Regions from separate parts of the Triticum aestivum genome. Here region 2 is linked to region 1. The links are chromatin contacts, called in public Hi-C maps. All regions are on one chromosome and are shown on one strand. The core of a region is the stretch at or near the end of the contact, and the rest is flanking DNA. Distances in the headings are between cores, read along the strand shown.

Region 1 (6,197 bases), core at 2,873-5,372:
ACTTTGCAGGGGTAAGACTAGGTTCCTATAATCCCTCCCCAGACCCCACCTTGTGTGGGAGCTTCTATGCACTGGGTCTGTCCTTTTTTATATTTCGGTGCTTCTATGTAAGTGCAGCTGCTTTGTTAGAGGGTAAACCAAACACTAATTATGACATCAGTCTCTAAGAATTCTTGATTAAATTGTAATGGTCATGTGGCGCAACAGGAGTCTCAATGTGAGAGATTTTATCTAACCTTATGCCTTGGCATAACTGCTGCCATGTAAAATGGAGACGAGTCTGCCGGCCACTTTCCCTCGGTGGCCTTTTTTTTTCGAAACCCCTCGGTGGCCTTGGCGTCCAGGACATTGATAGAGCAGGGCTTGCGCTGCGATTGAGATGGCAATGGTTCAGCAGGACGGAGACTGGGCGAGCTTGGGCTGGCCTTGACCTGCAGTTCTCGGTAGAGGAGCGCTCATTGTTCTTTGCCTCCACCAGCATGATCATTGGCAATGGCCAAACGGCCTTGTTCTGGGAGGATCGCTGGATCGGGGGCAAATCTGTGAGCGAGATCGCCCCAAAGCTATATGCCTGCATCGCTAAGCGAAGACGAAAACTTCAATCGGTCACTGACGGGCTCCATGCACACGCCTGGACACGCGATATCCACGGGAACCTGGGCGTCCACGAGATTGAGCAGTACCTGCTGCTTTGGCGAACCATTGAGCACACCACCCTCTCAGACGAGCCGGATCAGCTGATCTGGAAGTGGAGTGCCAGCAGCACATACTCTGCTCGTTCTTGCTACTTTCGAGGGATCCACCAGCTGCAGCGCTTCAAAGCTCATTTGGAAGAACTGGGCACCGCCGAGAGTGAAGTTCTTTCACTGGCTAGCCAACATGGACAGGTGCTGGACTGCCGACAGATTGCAACGCCGCAGCCTACAGCACCACCCTCGCTGCCTACGTTGCACTGTCCTGAATCCTCATCTATACAAACATTTGAGGACACAGAACCTCCAAGTCTTTAACTCTCAATACCTGTACATCACCAACGGGTATTAGAGATTATAGTAAGAATTAACCATGCAATGCAATGTTATCTACATGAAGAAAAAAAGCAATCTCACTTACATGATCAGGGTACTATATACCAGTTTTGACAGAAAGTGCGTGCAATATGGGTATATAGCAAAGCATGTTACTTTTTCGCAGAGCTCTAACAAGCACAAAATAAACTCGAATGTCCGGGAAAACACCAACAGATAACATAATCGGAATGAACATGATGGCTTCTTTAGGAAATTTCCTTTTGCAAAGTCGATTGATTGCAGCACTGAAGTCTTCAATAGAAGCTTCAAAACCATCATCAATAAGCTTACCAACTAATGAAATGGCATCGTAAGGCATTCCTTTTGCACACTGAGCTTTGATTACTGTTGTGTATGCAAATTTTCTCAATTCAATGCCCTTTTCTCTGAGGGATTCCAATAGCATTTCTGCTTGAATAACTTTCCCCTTCAAGCACAGCACATTGATAAGCAAGTTATAAGTAACAGGTGTGGGCACTAGACCACAGCATAACATACGGTCATGTATGCAGAAAGCCATCTGGATGTCCTGTGCTTCGCAAAACCCTTGTATAAGCGTATTGTAAGTTATTGGGTCGGCTCCATCCATATTGTTCAGAAAATGGATAGCATCACGGAATCTGAGCTGCTTACATAGTCCTTTAATAACAACACTGTAAGTTACAGCATTTGGCTTGATCCCTTTTCCCACCATTTCATAAAAAAAACTGAGCATAGTGTCAACTTTTCCAGCTTCAGAGAGTGCATCCATAAAGGTCGTGTATGTTACTGCTGTTGGCAGCAGATTACTTATCTCAATAGCCCTGAAATAGCTCTCTGCAGCGTGTAAATCCCCAAATTTGCAATAGCCATACAGAAGAGAATTACATGTGATAATGGTTGGATTCATACCAGCCACAACAATCTGATCATACAGACAGACAGCATTACCAATATCGCCAACCTTTGCATAACCATCGATAACTACATTATAAAGTATTACATCACCTGGCTGATATCTGCTAGCTACATTTTCCAAATACCATCTTGCTTCAACTAGAAGTCCTTTCTTGCAAAGTCCAAGAAGAATTGATAAATGGTTCAGTGAGGTTGGCACTACCTTCTGAGAACAGCACATAACATCACAAACTTCTAGTGCCCTTTCAATTTCGCCTAGCTTGCAGTAGCCGTGGATGAGGATGGAATATGCAATGACATCCATATCTAGACCAATACTATATATCTCACCAAGTAAGTTCTCCACCTCATAGACCAAACCCTTTTTGAAGAGAGCATTGAGAAGGACACTGTATGTGACAATATTCAACTGCAGCCCTTTGTCTAGGATGTCCTTTCTTATCTTCATCCCTTCTTCAACATCACCACCTTCACAATGACCAGCAATAAGTATGGTATAAGTAACAAGATCAGGTTCAATCCCTTGGTATCTCATAAACTGAATTATTTTCGGAATTTCTCTTGTCAAACCAAGCAATCGATAACCATTAATAAGGCTGTTGTAGGTGACAGTCTCGAGTTTCATTCCTTCTTTTGTCACTCTCTCAAGAAGATCCACTGCTTCATCTAGGCAACCTACTTTACACAGACCATGTATAAGAGTAGAATAGGTATACCTGTTAGGCTTTAATCCATACTTCAGCATCAGACATAAAAATGATTTTGCAGGCTGAATAAATCCCCAGTTACACAATGCAGACATCAGAGTGTTAAAGGACATTCCCAATGGTCTAAACGTCCCCCCTTCCCTTGCCTCTTGAAGGAAAGATAAAGCCTCTCCAACTTTATTTTGCTTGCAGAGGCCATCGATGAGAATGCTATGTGAATATTCGCTGTGAGAGATACCATATGCCTCCATTTCATCAAAAAGCTCCAATGCCATGTCTGTCTTCCGTAGACCATACAATAAACTATCATAGGTGGAAACTGATATTTGCATATTCAGGCTGTTCATTTTACTGAGAACGTAAAGAGCATCATGAACCATCTTAGTTCTTGCATAACTATTTGCTAGAGCATCCCATACAACACCGCTGGAATCATACTCTCTGAACTCACTCCACAAGATATCACAGAGAATGGCTGCAGACCCGGATCCTAGAGTAGAAAGGGCAATACAATGAAATGTGAGAACTGTGAGCTTTAACTGTTATATGTTGCTGCACATGTCAAGGCAACAAGCACTAAAAATAGTATGACCAAGATTACAGCTGGCAATTATATTGTTAAAGGCATATAGAAGAATATCTGTGTATGCATGACGACAGTATCCATTTATTCACGAACAGAGGAATTTTACACACTTGTGCTTTCACTAATATTTCAGTTTTTTCTCTGGTGTACATGATAAAATGGTCATGACCCTGGAATAACACAACCCCCTTGCCATATCAATCCAAATTCAAAAGATGAATAAGCGTGTTTGCATACTATCCAAAGAGATAGTGCCAGCTATAATACAAATCCGTAGGGAGCTCACCTTGTTCGCTGACCACCTGCGCCAAGCCGCCCCGCATCTCCCGCCACCTCCTCTGCCGCAGCAGTTCATAGCAGAGCTTGAACCGCGCGGCAATCGAGGCCTTTCTAACGGACTCCGCCTTGCTCTCCCCAAACCTAGGCGACCCTCCTGGCCTGCCCACAAAATGAGGCGCTAGCCGTGGATCCCTAGCAACCACGGCGTCCTCCTCGGAATCCGTTGCCGCCGCCACGGCTGCCGCGGAGGGATATGAGGATATGGGCCTAGGGATATATGCGAGAGGAGGCGAAGGGCGGCGCCAGAGTTGAGGCAGGAGGAGGCGGAGGGGAATGGGCGGTCGGAAGCGCATCCGAAGGGGCAGGGTCTCATGGCGGGGGCGCGCGCTGCGGGCTACTGTGTGGAGGTCGTCGAGCTCGAGCTTCCCTCGCGTTGAGCTTCCGTGTGCCTCCGCGGAGCTGCCACGGCGGCGTACAACATGGGAGGAGGGAGGAGGATCGCCGGCGGCGGCTGCGTGTGGTCGGGGTTTAAGCCAAGGAGAGAGCCAGAGGGGAAGCAGGCCGAGCTCAGGGCCCGTCGGCAACAGCTCCCGCTCCGACCCGGAGAAAACCGACCGTTCGGGAAGCCTGGGCTGATAGCCCATACAGCGCAGATGCAGCCCGTTCGGGTGGAGAGAAAAGCCCAGCTCGAGTGCGCAAAGGCCGAGGTCGCGTCGGGGTGAGCAGGGCTTCCCACCAGAGAGACGCTACGCTACGCTCATCTCAAAAACAAAAAGGAAAGAAAAAGAAAAAGAAAACGCTACGCAGGCGGTGCGTTGGTGGCACTTTTTTTTAACACAGTACAAACGCAATCGCTCATATACACGCGTATACATTTGCCCTTATGAACGCACACACACATCCTACCTCTATGAGCACCTCCGAATGACTCAGACGACATATCATCTTGAAATTTACGAAGTCACCGTAGGCACCTCGTTGTCGGAACATCTCCTCCTACTGAATGCACATCGCCGGAAATCCTGAAATAAATCCAGGAATAAATGCGAGCATCAGGATTTGAATTCTAGTGGGCTGGGGATACCTGTAACACCCTCGATGCGACTATAGCTCCCACGTGTCGAGACACGACTTAGAGACATAATCGCATTGAAGGCATATGTCGCAAGTTAGTCAATTTTCACAACATCCCATGTAATATATAGATAATAAAAGGGGAGATAACATAGTTAGCTTACACTCGCCACGTCAATCAAGTACATAAATAACATTATATCATTCAAACACTCATGGCCCGACTACGGCGCCAAAATAAAAAATAACCCAACATACGACACGGTCCCGATCATCCCCAACTGGGCTCCACTACTGATCATCAGGAAAGGAAACATAGTAACGTTGAGAGTCCTCGTCGAATCCCACTTGAGCTCAAGCGCGTCACCTGAAGCGGAATCATCAGGCCATGCATATGATGTAATAGTAATCTGTGAGCCACAGGGACTCGGCAATCTCGCACCCTCGCGATCAAGACTATTTAAGCTTATAGGTAAGGTAAGGTAAATATATGTGGAGCTGCAGCAAGCGACTAGCATATATGGTGGCTATCCTGTGCGCAAAAGAGAGCGAGAAGAGGAGGCAAAGCGCCAACGAGAAACTAGAGGGCAACCTGCGCAAGCATTACTCCAACACCGTGTCCACTTTCCGGACTCTGCCGAGAAGAGGTCATCACGGTAACACACTCAGTTGATTCATTTTAATTAAGTTAAGGTTCAAGTTATCTACAACCGGACATTAACAATTCCCATCTGCCCATAACCGCGGGCACGGCTTTCGAAAGTTCAAATCCCTGCTGGGAAGTCCCAACTTAGCCCATGACAAGCTCTCACGGTCAACGAAGGAATAGACCTTCTCCCGAGACGTTCCGATCAGACTCGGTACCTCGGTTCTTCAAGACACTTCGACAGGTTAAAACTAATCCAGCAACACCGCCCGAATGTGCCGACAAATCCCGATAGGAGCTGCACATATCTCGTTCTCAGGGCACACTCAGATTGTCCAAACTTCCGGTAGGCCAGCCCAGAGTTGCCCCTGGTGGCCACCGGCGGCTGACGAGGTGGACCAACACTCAGAGGAGCACTGGCCCGGGGAGGGGGGGGGGTTTAAAATAAGATGACCCTCGGGCTCCGGAAACCCAAGGGAAAAGGGGCTAGGTGGCAAATGGTAAAACCAAGGTTGGGCATTGCTGGGAAAGCTTTAATCAAGGCGAACTATCAAGGGGTTCCCATTATAACCTAACCACGTAAGGAACGCAAAATCCGGGAACATAACACCGATATGACGGAAACTAAGGCGGCAAGAGTGGAACAAAACACTAGGCGAGAGGCCGAGCCTTCCACCCTTTACCAAGTATATAGATGCATTAAGATAACATGGCAATATAATGATATCCCAACAAGTAAATAAATGTTTCAACAAGGAACGGTCTCCCATCTTCACCTGCAACTAGCAACGCTATAAGAGGGGCTGAGCAAAGCGGTAACATAGCCAAACAATGGTTTGCTAGGGCATGGTGGGTTACAGGTTTGACATGGCAATTTGGGAGGCTTGAAAGCAAGTGTTAGGCATCGTAGCATTGGCATAGCAAAAGAGCGAGCATCT
Region 2 (6,188 bases), core at 2,550-5,049, 230 kb before region 1:
ACGTAGGAGTATCAGACACCGACATGCAACAAAAACAAGAGAAAACCAGACCCCGAAGTCATGCATCTCTTGATAATATAAGAAAAAGCAAGTGAAAGCCAAATACAAACATGAAAGACACAAAACAAACCATAGCGTAGGGGTAATAGTTCAGAGAAACACACACACCTCTTGATTCAATGCTCAGTTTGGCTGACCAAAGTTGTGCACACTGCTATAGTACATTTTGTTGTCAATGGACGCACAACCTTGAAAAACTAACATTATATTGACTGATACCAGCAGCAGCAGTAGTAGTACTAATTAAGCAGGTAGAGATGGACATGGACGGCGATGCTCTAATAGGGAGCTTGAAACCGGTCAGGTTTTACAATATCCTTGAGCTGTCCCCGATGGAAGCACAACATATACAAAACGCACGCACGCTCACATAATTTGCTACTACTACTACAACAATCAAACAACGGAAACCCCTTCATCAATCCTGCACTGCAAATCCGCATCATCATCATCAGAGTTAAACACATGCATGCATGGCAACCGGCTGGCCGGCCTCGCCCTTGGTCTGCACCCACAACGTCCTGGTCAGTACCCTAGGTGCCCTATCTCCGCCGCTATGTCCCAGTTGAGCTTCGACGCCACCCTGTCGTGGTAAGGCACGTAGTTCTGAGCAGAAACAAGCAGTCTCATCGTCAGATGCATAATTTTACACGCGCGAGTTCAGGTTCAGGTTCAGGTTCAGGGTCAGAAAATATGTATGTACCTCGAGCTTCTCCATGAGCTCCTCGGCCGTGGGGGCGAGCACGATGATGCGGCGCGCGCTGGTGTTGATGAACCCTTCCTCCACGGCCTTGTCGATGAAGGTCAGCAGCGAGTTGTAGTACCCGTCCACGTTCAGCAGCCCAACCTGAAGCAAAGCAAGCAACATCGCGTTCGTTCAGGCATTTCTCAGTTTCAACCTCAAGGAAGGATCGACAGAAAGGACAGTGGCAGCCCGTACCGGCTTGTGATGGATGCCGAGCTGCGCCCATGTAATCACTTCGAGTAGCTCCTCCAGCGTACCATATCCTCCTGCATTGACACAAGTCACGTGAATAATCTGCTACTGGTTCGTTGTACATCGCACAGCAGGACGTGCAACACGAGCGGCTCTCAGCGGCTCGACACCTCCATGCATGTACCCGGTGGGGGCGATGCTACTGCTAAAACGTTTGCCCCAATTATTGGGAATTTACACCAGCTAGCTAGCTGGACCCAGATTCATGCATGGGATCTGGAGCTAGCTTTCATTTTTTGGATAGACATGTGAAAAATGCCCCAAGTTACAGCCTGATCTACCACTTGACTGTAACCTGCCATTGATTTCTGCAGAGCAATGAATGTTCTATATATTCACCTGATCCAGATCCAGACGAGGTAAAGATGCAGGCAGGCAGGCTAATATGGTTACATGTGTGTGCTGAGTTGGTGTGACTCACCAGGCAGGGCTATGAAGGCGTCAGAGTGCCTTGCCATCTCTGCCTTCCTCTGATGCATGTCCGCCACTGCCCTCACCTCCCCCACCGTCTCACCGCTTATCTGAAACAGACACAGAGAAAACATCAACATTGCTGCAAAGGAAATAAGTCTCTGCCATGCCATGATGCATGCTTGGTCTCTTCGTGTTTGGCGACATAGTATTTGATCTGCGGAGACAAACACTAGCACATTCCCAAGACGGGGCATGATTGTGCTCAAAGGGGGCCGAAAATGTCATTAGCTGCTTCAAATATCCTCTCTCTTTTTTACCCCCTTGGGCAAGGTTGAAAGGACTAGCAGGAGGCTGAGGACCACGCAAAAAGCCACAGCCAACATAAAAGAAAAACGACTCTGGATATGCATGAACATGAGAGTCCTCTGAAGCACGTACGATTTAATTGTTTCTGAGCACACCATCTACCAGTGATGTGACATAGTAGTATAGGATAAACCACAATACGATACGGTAACCCTAGTGCGTATCATGGACGAGCATTTCATTTATCTTTTGGAAACGCATTATTCTGAAGAAAACATGAGGGCCGGGCAGCCAAAGAAGGCAATATCTCTTTTCCCCTAGCAGGCAGATTAGAAAGGAGATGATGCTAATAACCCAATATGCTGCCATGGCAAGGCTTTTGGTGGCAAGAGATTGCTCTACTACTAGTGTACAGCTGCGCTTTTTGCGCCACTAGTAGTTTATCCTCACGCCGAGATCTGGATTTGTGCCAAAAGCATACTGCTACCTCTTGATCACAGCTGCTCCTCCTCCAGGTAGGAGTGGTAGTAGAGGGTATTCTTTTCTTTTGCACACCCAAGTGCCATGTCCCCTGGGACTGCAGCACCGGCAGGAGTGCTTCAAACTCCCAAGCCCATTTGATTATTAGTGACTCTACGCCCTAACACTAACAGCGACGACATAAACAAGTCCCGAACGTTAGCACGTTGCCATGATTGGCTCCAACAGAAGCAAGCGTTTGCAAGCTGCAGGTAGTACGAGCAGGGACCCAACTGGCATGCCCAAGATCTTTCGGACGAGCCACGGCAGGCCATGGACGGCGGAGAATGTCGGTCTGTTTGGTACGCGTGGGAAGTTGCTAGTACTACATGTTGCTGGCCAATTTTGTCTGATCATCTAGAAAAGCAAATCGAGTTTCAGCTTCAAAATTAGCGAGACACTACGTTCTTTCAGGTTTTTTTTGAATCTCCAGTTAATTAATTAATTAATTAATTTAAAAGCATGCATCTAGTACACAGGATATTCGCTCCTAGTAGTTGTAGACATGCACGAGTAGCGGACATACCTCTGGGGTCATGAGGGTCTTGGGAATGACACTGCGCGTGGACAACAAGATGACAAAACAAGCGATCAGCACATGCATCCACCAGGCCAGCCCAGCTAGCTAGCAAAATGAGAAAAAGAAGAAGAGCCAAGCTGAGCTGAGATTGTTACATACCCTATGACGTGCCTGCCGCCGTCGTGCACCGCCTGGGACACCATGCCCATGAGCCCGATGCTCCCCCCGCCGTACACCAGGTCCACGCCCCTCGCCACCTGCCACAGCAACGTGCCAAGTCACCACCCAGTAAATTCAAATAGGAAAACTGCACGGTTAAACTCCTCCTCAACGGCCGGTACAGATGAAACATGCTTCTTGAACGCGATCGATCAAGAGGGTGGGGGGCAGAACAGAGCTAGCATGGCTATAATTCAATTTCGATTTAATGGAGCCGTGAATGCGGTAGGGCCGGCGATGTTTGACGAGCACAGGGGAGGAATGACTTTTGTGGAATTGTTGTGGAGGAGGAAGGCAAGCCGCAAGCGGGGCAAATTTTGACAAAAGTTGGGCAGCAAAGTAAATTGCAAATTCATATGGTGTAAGTGACTAGCCGGCCCGGCCGGTTCAGAAATATATATGGTGTGACTACGCACGCGCATAGAGGTAGGGAGAGTGGTGAGTGTGGCTAGTAAAGCATGGTTACCAGCTCGTTGCCGAGCTCAATGGCGGCGTCATGGTAGCTCCTCTTCTTGCCCTGGCTACTGCCGCAGAAGACGCAGATCCTCTTGAACCTCGACTGCCTCATCGCTCTCTATCTCCTCGCTCTGGCTAGCTGCCTGGGTAGGTGGTGCTCGACTCTAGCAAGCAAGCACGCAGGAGTCGCGCTTGGAGGGTGATTGTCGTGGTGGTGTGGGGTGCGTGCGCTGCTAGCACAAACACAAGGAAGGAAGGAAGGAAGGCCTTGTGGATGGAGGGAGGGAGGCAGTGCGCCACCCATGGCTATATAATAGTGGGGAGGGGAGAGAGACGATAGTAGAATGGGAACTGAAAGGGACGGAAGCAAAGGGAAGGGAAGCAAAATAAATGCGCGCACATGGAGGAAAAACACTCCTCCATCCATCCACGGATCCACCCAGCCAAGATGGCGAGGGCTTTTCCGTGAAATGGACAGGATGGGCTGTCTGTCTATCGATGCAATGCACGGGTGACTCACCTTATCGGTTTTGCCGCGTCAAAGCGGAACGGGGATTATCCTCCCTCCCTGGGTCGTTTAGGCTCGAGCTACCAAATCCATTGATTAGAAATGAGTGTTATAAGAACACTCGCAAAGGAGGAATGCACCGCAAAAAGATGAGCGCCAAAAAAGAAGAAAGTAAAGGACTGGTCGGTTTATCAAGGAAAACCGGGCGAAAACATAAACAACACCTCGACATTCAAAACGCCAGAAAGGTCAACATCCGAGAACATACCCGACCGGGCACTCGAGCTTCTTCGTTGCTACCAAAGTCAGGGACTTTCACGGTGTGATCTACATACCATACAAAATGAGAATTTCAATTTGGGCACAAGTTGGAATAAACGGCTCGAGCTTCAAACCCATCTTATACATGGGACTTGGTATGGAACTTAGTCTGCCCAGCAAAGATAAAAATATTTATGTGGCGCGTACTTCAGAGTGCTATTCCCTGTCGATCTATCCTGGCTAATAAGCACTTGAAAATAAATCCGAGCTGCCCAGCCTGTAACCAGGGGCCTGATGACATAAGACATATGTTGTTTGAACTTTGAATGCAAATTGGCAATGGACGTGTGGAAGTTGCTCGGTCTTGAGCTTGTTATCAAACATGCATTGAAAGTTGACAAGGCAGGTGAGCTTGTGTTGGCACATCTTTTGTGCCTTCCAGAACAACAAATCCAAGTGTTGGGCTTGCCGAAGTTCAGAGAAACGATGGCAACGACGGCTTGGTATTTGTGGTATGAAAGGCGAAAATTGAAACATGACGAAGAAACTCTAAGCGCATGTAAAATCAATATGTCAATGAGAGGCTTAGTAGCAAATTATATCATCTCTTATAGCCCAAAGGCTCACGTCCGTTCAGATGCTTGGCTGAAACCAAAGTATGTTTACGTGAAATTAAACGTTGACGCGGGATTTGATAGTGACACACGCAACAACATTTGGAGCAGTTATCCGGGATCATAAGGGGGAATTTATAGCGGCTGCTAATGAAAAGATGGACCTTTGCTTCGACTCGTTCACAGCAGAAGCAATTGCAGTGAGGTTTGGTTTGAATCTTGCTAATACCGTCGGATGCAGTAAGATTGAAGTGAATTCGGATAGCATGGAGGTGGTGAATGCATTGAGCCAAGGCTACTCATCTTCAGTCGCTTCATCCATTATAGATGACTGTTATTTTATGTCATTAGGTTTTTCCCATGTCATTTATGATCATTGTAATAGGGAACGTAATTGAGTAGCTCATGAACTAGCAAGGTTAGTTAGGTTTTTTTCTCCGAGTGTTTGGATGGATAACGCCCCTGATGAGGTTATCCCTTTACTTGTAAATGATGCTACTTTACTTATGAATGAATAAAGGAGAAGAAGTTTATAAAAAAAGTGTGCAACAAAAACTGTCGTATTAGTCGGGTAGCCACAAGCATATCTGCAACCTCGACGACATCGAAGAGGAACGATATGTCCTACATAGCAAAACATATGGCGCTCCGATCCCAAGAGGATGGACGACATAACCCACCTGATGCCCCTTGCATGTGAACGGTGCTGCTACTGCCAACCACCGTCGGCCAGGCAACAAGTCCTAGCGGGATGCACCACCATCGGCTCCACGCTCACCAAATCGATGCCCGCTCAAGACCAAACACATCACCACTAACCCGAGGCTCAGTCCAAGACTTGACTCCAAGACGATGCTTCCAACGAAGTAACAACGCCACGGGCGCCACCATTATCGATCCAATCAAGCGAATCACGGTTTTCACCGGGAGGCAAGATCTTGAGGATGGAAGAGGTGGTGGATCCCCTCGATGATGCCCCCAACAAGGACAATCATACCCAAAGGCATCATTTGCTACCAGCCCCGACCAAGGCCGAACAAGACTTTCATTGAGAAAGATGAACACCTATGTGAGGGAACGAAGTCCCCAACACACCACCACCAAATCAGAACCAAAAGACGCCACATGCTGTCCCACATAGATCTTGCCGGAGCACCACCAGCGGTGCGAGCCCGGAGCACACCAAAGGCCTTCCCAGAACGGCACCACCGCAGACTGCCATCCCATCGAGGATTCACCACACATACTGTCGTGGTTTTGTCACGGCAGATGTCCTAGAGAAAGGACTTAGTCGTGGAGCCATCGCGACGGGTT

What was found. A called contact is a pair of places that touch in the nucleus more often than the background predicts.
Region 2: a Hi-C map of leaf shows a contact between it and region 1, with 2.9 times the contacts expected there. The contact joins the promoter of LOC123045860 here to the promoter of LOC123045831 in region 1. A contact is called at or near these places in 2 of 5 Hi-C or Micro-C datasets (both in leaf) and 1 of 1 datasets of contacts at active chromatin or transcription factors (leaf).

Annotation. Positions count from the first base shown.
Region 1 is chr1A:278,359,759-278,365,955 of IWGSC CS RefSeq v2.1, reverse strand. LOC123045831 (putative pentatricopeptide repeat-containing protein At1g13630) reads right to left here and starts at 4,122. Exons shown (of 4, transcript XM_044469075.1): 1 at 3,547-4,122; 2 at 1,114-3,164; 3 at 237-1,020. The coding sequence starts at 3,892. The coding sequence ends at 1,126.
Region 2 is chr1A:278,592,404-278,598,591 of IWGSC CS RefSeq v2.1, reverse strand. LOC123045860 (probable cytokinin riboside 5'-monophosphate phosphoribohydrolase LOGL10) reads right to left here and starts at 3,799. Exons shown (of 7, transcript XM_044469086.1): 1 at 3,502-3,799; 2 at 2,976-3,073; 3 at 2,823-2,853; 4 at 1,479-1,578; 5 at 1,001-1,071; 6 at 764-907; 7 at 250-666. The coding sequence starts at 3,603. The coding sequence ends at 586.